2 separate regions of the Mus musculus genome follow, and region 2 is linked to region 1. The links are chromatin contacts, called in public HiChIP or PLAC-seq maps. All regions are on one chromosome and are shown on one strand. The core of a region is the stretch at or near the end of the contact, and the rest is flanking DNA. Distances in the headings are between cores, read along the strand shown.

Region 1 (3,993 bases), core at 828-3,327:
AAATTCTCAGCTCCTAAAGTGCTTGCTACACAAAGCATGGGTACCCAAGTTCGATCCTCAGAACCCTCATAATGATGTGGGTATGTGCTCATAATCTTTGAAGTGGAGACAGGAGGACTCCCTGGAGCTCACTAGGCAGCTGTTGTAGTTGAACCAGCAGGCCCTAGGTCCCTGTTAGAAACCTTTTTTCTACAAACAAGGCAGATGGCTTCTGAGGAATGACACTGGAAACTGACCCCTGCTGACACATGCCTCTAAGAGCAGAGGTGACAGGACAGCGGGCACCACCAAAAGCAACCTCAGTTCACAAACCTCCCATCTGGTCTGGGACCCCAGATGTCACCCTCGAAATAAATCAGAGACTCTGGAGTCAGACTGGCCAGGTTCTAACCTTGATAGGTCATTAAGGCTTAGTGGCTTGAGGGCACGTGGCTCCGCATTGCATCTCTCTATGCTCACCTCCAGAGGCACATAATTTTCAACCGTTGGGATAAAGAAGGTGCCCAGCCTAGATAGTGTCTGTTAGTGTGACACAAACTGGAGAGAGGAGCCTCAATTGAGAGAACGATTCCACTTCTATCAGATTAGACCACAGGCAAGTCTGTAGGCATTACTTAATTACTGATCAATGAGGGAGGGCCCAGTTCATCGTGGGCGGTGCCACCCCCAGTGAGTGGTCCTGGGAAATGTAAGAAAAGTAGCTGAATGAGAGGCTAAGGAGCAAGTCAGAGGTGGTGCCCCCCCTCCCCGTGGCCTCGGCTTCCATTTCTGCCCCCCGAATTCCTGCCCTGGGTTCCCTTCAGTGTACCATGCCTCAGGATTTGTAAACCAAACAAACCATTTCCTTTCCTGTACAGAGAACAGCTTGTGCGCTGTGTAAAAGCATACACCTGTCAATAAAAAAGCCTATGGCCAATGAGCTGAGGCAGAAGACGGGAGGTGGAAGTTCCAGTAGGGAGAGAAGGTTCTGGGATAAAGTCAGGTGTGAGAGAGATTCGCCCAGAACTCTGGAGAAGACAGATGCATGAAACTGAGTAGAGGGTAACCAGCCATGTGGCACTCATAGAATAAGCAGAGAGCTTGGCCCTGGAACGCTGAAGTAGATGGTCGGTCACATAAACCTGAGGAGACGTAACCAACCACATATGGGAGATATAGACTAGAATAAATGGGCATTTAAGTTATGAGTTTGTCAGGGAATGAGCCAAAGCTATTGGCCTATATTCACATATGAGAAGTCTCATGTGGAAACAGGACTGAGGATGAGGGGTGGGGAGAAGAGACGACCGAGTCACAAGATGAATCAAACTCCGAAGACCAGCATCAGGGTGCAGATCTGAGTTTATTGAGCAGTGCATAAGCCTATATACAGCATTCAAGCCAATCCATGCCCCTAAACCCCCAGCCAATCGTATCTTGCCACACCATCATCATGCCCCAATGAAAGCCCTGCCTGATGAAGTAACTGAGAAGGAGCAGGGGCAGGGAATATCGCCACCCCTTAGGATTTCTTTGAAGCCTGGGGAAGTAGTCACCTCCCTATCCTCGGTTCCTTTTTGCTGTCTCACCAGTGTTCAGGAGTCATCTTGGCTCTAATGCCATGTACGGCAGATCAGGACTCTGAGGAGTCGCAGGGATCTGTGGCACCTCGCTCGCTCTCCCACTTTTTCCTGTACACTGCTCCCCCACACCCCCTGCAGTCTCAGGGTTATTATTTCAGGGAACAAAAAGGCCAGGTGGATGTAACCTCCTGTTACTCTATCCAAGTTGCTTTAGTCATGGTCTCTATCACAGCAACAGACCCCATAACACAAATGTTGATGGTTTCATTGGGGTTTCTATGCGTGTGATAAAATAACATGTTCAAAAGCAGTGTGGCGAAGAAAAGAACACTGGCAACAGAGGAAACTCTGATCTGTAAGCTGACTCCATCTTGGGCCTGCTTGTCTCTGGTTTGAACTCTGGTTAATAGAAATACCACAAAGAATTCCAGGAAGAAACTGCCCTGGGCCCAAGCCAATCAGGGAATAGAGGGAAAATGCCTAAAATTCCAAATGTTGTAGATAAACTGCTCAAGTTGGCCGAAGCCATCCCTGATCAATCCCCATGCGCCAAGATACCCCTTGCCAAATAAGGCAACAACTAGGCTATAGACCCCATTCCTTGCTCCAACTAGTATAAAACCTCTACCTAACTGAGGCTCAGGGCTCTCGACAGGACTCTGCTACATACGGATTCAGATCCCTTGTGGTCTTTGGGGACCTTGAAATCTGGGCACAACAAAGTGTTTACTTCATCTCACAGGTTGTAGTTCATTATCCAGAAAAGTCAGGGCAAGAACTTGGAGGCAGGAGCTGATGCAGAGGCAGCTGTGGTGGTGGGAGGCTGCCCACTGGCTTTCTCCTTGGCTTGCTTAGCCTACTTTCTAATATACCCCAGGACCTGTCCATGGTGACATCACCCACAATGAGCTGGGCCCTCCCATTTCAAACATTAAATAAGAGAACACACGCAAACCAGAAGGCTTGCCTTTAATCCCAGCACTCAGAAAGCAGAGAAAGGCAAATCTCTGGGTATGAGGCCAACCTGGTTTACAGAGAGAGTTCCAGGTCAGACAGAGTTACACAGAGAAACCACTGAGGGGAGTGGGGGATGGGGAGGAAAAAAAGGAAAGGGAAGAGAAAGAAAGGAAGGGAGGAAACACATCCAGACTTGCCTGCAGGAAAACCTTACGGAGGCATTTTCTCAAATAAGGCCCCCTCTTCTCAAGTGAATCCAGCTTGTGTTAAGTTGGCATGAAACTACCCAACGAAGTTGGTACCAAGATTGTGAAGTATGTGCCCACATGGCTTTTGTTTCATTCTGTTTGAATAGGAGAGTTTGGGGCTTTGGACTAGAAAGGAGGTTGAATGGTGTCCGTAGAGCTCCCGGACCATCCTAGTAGACGTCCAGAAGACAGCCTGCAAAGGCTGCACTGGAAAAGTCCCAGAGACTGCTCTTGGTATATTTGGGCAAAAAACCTGGCTGCCTTCTGCCCACATCCCAAGAAATTACCTGAAGCTAAATTTAAATGGACTAATTTGTGTGTGTGTGTCTGTGTGTGTGTCTGTGTGTGTGTGTGTGTGTGTGTGTGTATGCGTCTGTGTATGTGTGTTTCCAAGACAATTTAATACTGACAACTGTGTTGCATAGTTGTTGGTTTTCACTCTTATGCAGGTCTTCAATGGGAAAGAGCAAATGGAACAGAAAGAAATACAAACTGTACATGTGGTTTTGGGTAAAAGGGGGGCACCAGCAAGCCAGGCTTGTGGTAGAAGAGAGACTGCAGATGTTAAGGGTATTAGTGTCATTAAGGAGAGGCCAAATCTACCCTGGGATAAAGGGAAGGGTGCCCTGTGGGCAAGACCGGACCCAGCTAAGCTTTCCACACACAGAGCAAGAGTTCCTCTAAGTCTGCAAGTGTCATTGAAGGGTGGATCCGCACCAAACAGAAACTGGCTGTGTCATCCGCAGGGTTCTGCCTTAGGGTCATAAAGGATACAAGAGTAAAGATGTCAGGGAATCCTCCCCCACCCCACGGTTTCAGAGAGCCACTGAGGCTAGGCAGTGAGTGGCAGAGGAGTCCCTGCATGAAGGCCCTGAGAGGCCATTGCACGAAGGTATAAAAATGATGCCTGGATTGTGTTGGAGAAGCCAAAGCCATTAGAAATCAGCCCAGGAGAGATGCACACGGGGGGTGGGGCTGGGGGCAGCAAAGCTGGAAGGGTGGAGCCTCTAACCCCTTTGACATCAGACATAGATGGAGCCACAGGATTTGCTGTTTGTCCTACTGGGCTTCAATCTTACTTTCTTTCAATCAGTCCAGCATCTCCTCACAAAGAAGGGCCCCCTTTCTTTGCTTCTGGAATGCTAATGTATATTCTGTGCTATTGTAAATAATTTGCTTTCTGATTTTTGTTTGTTTTTGTTTTTGTTTTTCGAGACAGGGTTTCC
Region 2 (3,993 bases), core at 502-3,001, 43 kb after region 1:
CTTTTCCTGACTTTAACCCACTCAGCAGGCAGAACAGCACCTTCCATGCACACTGAGATGGACTTTTAACCCACCCCATCCCCCACCCCACCCCACACCTCCTGCTCTAACCTCAGCACATCACATTCTCTGAAAAATCCACATCAGGGTTTATCTGCACTCCTAAGGCAGTGCTAACATTCAGCTGGACGTTGAACTTGAATAAGCTGCCGGATTCGGTATTTAGGCTGCTTTTGGGTGGATTCCCTTCCCCAAGGATCCAAGCCCAGTTTTTGCTTCTCCTCAGCCATCAATCTTAAGAGTTGCACCCATCCTTCGTAAAACGGATTCTCAGCGCGGCAGCTTCCAAGCTCTGTTCTTACCTCTCTGGATTCCGCTCCCCTGAACCCACACCCCAACCCCCGCACTGAGTTGTCTATATTGCTTAAGTGCCTGGTTTTGGCCCCGGGTTCAGCTTTATAGCCTCCCCCCACCAAAAAAAAAAAAAAAAACCAAAAAAACAAATAAACTATAAGTCTAGGCAGTGGTAGCTTTGGCTCCAGATATTTGGGCCAGGTCGACCCCCTTTCCCATCTAGAGAAGCAATCCTAGGCTTCATCTGTAGCTGGGGGGCTGAACCCAGCCTCTGGCTTCACTCACTAAGTCCAAAGCCTAGGAATCTAAGTCCGATCCGCTGCCCTACTTCTCCGAGTCCATCACCTGCAGTGTAGTTCTTACGTTGTGGAAATCTGCACCGGGCTTTTGCTCTCGCCATCAACCTAAAATTCAATTTTTTTTTTCTTCCCTACCCACCCCCTCCAAAACCAGACGCTTGAGGCGTTTATAGATACTAACCTCTCCTCCGCTCCTGCAGCCTGGTCAGCTCCAGGACCCTGTCCGGTTGCCAAGGCTCTCTCTTCTGTTTGGGGGAGGGGGGCTGTTCTCATCCCATCCTACCTACGCTCCAGTCCTGGCTTTGCGTCCCTCCCTCGTTTTTTTTTTTAATTAATTTATTTATTTATTTTTTTATTGTAGGTCTGGTCTCCCAGGGTAGCGGGATCCACACCACATCCCCTTCCTGTCGCATCACCCAGGATCCAGATACTGCTTTTACCTGCCGGCTCTGTTGCAGCCAGCGCGCGGGATCCTTCCATACCTCAGTCCAGCCCTCATTTTGTCCCTCCCCACCCCACGTCGCTGTTAGGAAGATGGGGGACAGCCTACGCTCTTGTCAGTCACTAAGCAGCACTCCCTCCGGCCCTCCTGCAATCCCGGGTGGGAGACGCTCTGGTCCAGGTCTTTTTTGTTGCCACCGCACAGGCCTGACGCATTACTCCATCTCCCTTGGAAGAATCCGGACCGAAATTTGCGTGCCTCGAGTGCATCTGGCCCTGTCGCAGCTACCTCCCCTCCCACTCCTACCCCCCCACACCGCGCCCCTCCCGTCCCTACCCTCTCTGCCAAATCCGGACCAGGTTTTGCGCAGTCCTTGCACAGCTCTCCATTTACCCCTCACCGGCTAGGCGCCTTTCTGCACAGCACGGCTGCAGAGTCCGTTCCGTTTTTTCTTGCCGCCCGTCGCACCCCACCCCCCCCCAGCCCAACTAGGGGGATCTAGCGCGTCGCCTCCCTCTGCCCACTTTTCCTTGGGGGAGGCGAGTGGAACTCCAGGCCAGGTTTCCGGGCCCTTCCTCGGGGCGCACGGGAGGGCTGCGGAGACTAGTCCCCGGCGGGTAGTCCAGGCCAGGTTTTGCGCTTGTCCGCCGCCCCCCTCCCGGAGCCGGCGGGCCCGGCAGCGCCGAGAGCAGGCGGCTTGTCATTGCTGGTGCCCCGCGCCCGCTCGCTCCGCGAGTCCTGCGGTGCCCACGGGCCCAGCCCCGCGCCCCCTGCTCCGGCCACCCCGGGGGCGCAACGCCGCCGCGCCTGCTTCCAGCTGTGTAGCTCCGGCCCCCTGCGGGCAGCGCGAGCGGTCGGCGCGGGAGCAGTCGGCGCTGCGACGCCCCCGCCCCGCCGTCTGCCGGAGACGCCCCGGCGGATGGGGCCGCGCGGGCCCAGGAGCGGCGCCGCCGGGCGGCGGGGGCCTGCGCGGCCGCCCGGGCAGCCGCGTTAACCCTTCGCCCGCTGCCGTCCGGGGGCGCTGGGAAGTCGCCTGGGCACACACGTGCCGCCTCCGTCGGGGCCGCGGAGCTGCGGGGGAGATGCGGGCAGCCGGCGCCGCCTCGGGGGGCTCCGCCTCGCCCCAGCCCCCCGAGCTCTGACGCCGCCCCCGCCCCTCCGCCTCCACGCCTCGCTCCCCGGGAGGGGCGCAGACCCGCGCGCCCGGGGCCGGGGCCGCCTCCGGAGCGCCGCGATCCGCCTTTTCTTTCCTTTTTTTTTTTTTTTTTATACTCCCCCCCCCCACCCCTTCCCTTTTAAATTTTGGTCGGTGGCGGCGGTGCTGGGCCGGAGGAAAGAAGGGACACGGAGTCCTCCCTCGCTCAGCCACCCCCTCCCCGCTTCCCCCTGGGCCGGGCTCCGGGAGATGTGCCGGGCGGGGGGCCCGGCTTCGCGGAGCCGCCGGAGGAGCGCGCACGGCCGACCCCGAAGCGCCGCTGGACAGGTGAGTGTGCGGGAGCCTCAGGCCACGCCGCACCTGGGCCAGGTGTGCGCGGCGGGAGGGGCGGGGAGCACCCTACCCCCGCCCGCCGGGGGCTTGGTGAGGGTGCGGATGGGCGGCCGCAGGGTGCCCTGCAGGGGGAGGGGACCGCTAGTGTGCCCGCGCGTGGCTGCGTGTGCCCGCGCGCGCGCCGGCCTTTGTGGGGAAGCGGCGCGGCGGTGCCTGCGTGTCCCCGGTGCGTGTGCGCGCGGGTGCTTGGCGCCCTGTTTGTGTAGGTGTCTGGGTGTGAGTGGAGAGGGTGCGTGTGCGCGCAGCGCGCGGGCCCGGGCTCCCCAGAGAAGCCATGTCGGGGGGCTGGCACCGCAGGATGCTGGGCCAGCCCCCCCCCCCCCCCGACATGGCTTGTTTTTCTCTGGGAGGCAGTGGCGCTAATGGTGGTTGGGGGTGGTATGGGGAGAGGTATGTCTGGGTGTCGAGTGAGTTTCAGCCCGGAGGGGTGCTTTGGGCAACCCTGGTGCAGTTGTGAGACATCTTCTGTTAGTGGTACCCTGTTAAGCACGGATGGAGGCTGTCAGGTTGGATCTACCGGAACGAGCTTTCTCTCCTCTTCCAGGTGTTCCTGAAATAGAGCTGTGTGGCTCAGTTGTCATCGTCCCGTTTGAGGGTCCTGGGATGAAAGTCCAGTTCGTGTGTGTGTGTGTGTGTGTGTGTGTGTGTGTGTGTGTGTGTGTGTGTGTGTGTGTGGTGGGAGGGTAGTGTGTACTTATGCAGTGGCCAGAAAATGTCCTCAAATGGCATCACTTCAGTGCACCCCAGGCACCTATGTGAAGATGGCACCCCGCCGGCAAACAGCCCCTAAGCTCACCCATCCCAATCTGTACACTTCTCGGCTAGGTTAGCTTCCAGCCCTATCCTCGCCCAGCATCTTATTACTGTACCTTCCTCATCTCCCCACCCCGCCTTCTCCTCAGCTTTGGCATCTTTGTGGATGTCCCTCCTGTCCCAATGTGAACCAGAGAGCCCCCTTCTTTCCCAGCCTCTCTGGGACCCAGAGCCGGATCTGTCTTCCCATATCCAAACATGTGGTGCGTTTGGGGGAGTTGGGGGAGGGGTTCAAGATGGCCGCCAAGATGGCTGGCAGCCTCTTTATCTCTGTCTGTCTCCCCCTCTCTCTGCTTACCCTCATGCCTCCAGTGGAGTAGGGAGGGTCAACGTGGGGAGAGAGTTGGACAGTGTAGGGACAGGTGTGGAGGACACCTGAGGGTGGATGTCTGTTCTGGGCCTGTTGACCTCCAGTGCTGCTGAGAGAGAGGCCATTGGTACCTGCTTCTCTTTCCTGCACCCCAAGGGCAGGCGTGAGTCTTTAATCCGACCCCAGACCCAACTCTATCTGGCCCACAGCCTGATGGCTACCCCTG

What was found. HiChIP or PLAC-seq counts read pairs in DNA pulled down with a chosen protein or histone mark.
Region 2: a CTCF HiChIP or PLAC-seq map of the NIH/3T3 cell line shows a contact between it and region 1, with 10 read pairs. The contact joins the promoter of Adgrl1 here to the enhancer-like site in region 1. A contact is called at or near these places in 6 of 39 promoter capture datasets (HPC-7-derived erythroid cells, embryonic stem cells, maxillary cranial neural crest and 2 more), 5 of 15 datasets of contacts at CTCF or cohesin (CD8 T cells, the NIH/3T3 cell line and embryonic stem cells), 21 of 484 Hi-C or Micro-C datasets (the C2C12 cell line, the HL-1 cell line, cranial neural crest and 3 more), 5 of 115 datasets of contacts at active chromatin or transcription factors (all in embryonic stem cells) and 4 of 9 other capture datasets (adipose tissue, embryonic stem cells, liver and 1 more).

Annotation. Positions count from the first base shown.
Region 1 is chr8:83,854,689-83,858,681 of GRCm38.p6, forward strand. No RefSeq gene overlaps it. Among named protein-coding and RNA genes, the nearest start is that of Gm26721, 43 kb to the right of the region's middle. Within about 2 kb of position 2,078, at least 15 of the 459 cell types and tissues checked have an H3K27ac peak or open chromatin away from gene starts, as enhancers often do. A contact at or near this core is called in the C2C12 cell line and the NIH/3T3 cell line, where this site is marked.
Region 2 is chr8:83,898,347-83,902,339 of GRCm38.p6, forward strand. Adgrl1 (adhesion G protein-coupled receptor L1) reads left to right here and starts at 1,752. Exons shown (of 23, transcript NM_181039.2): 1 at 1,752-2,578. Gm26721 (predicted gene, 26721) reads right to left here and starts at 1,381. Exons shown (of 4, transcript NR_166528.1): 1 at 835-1,381.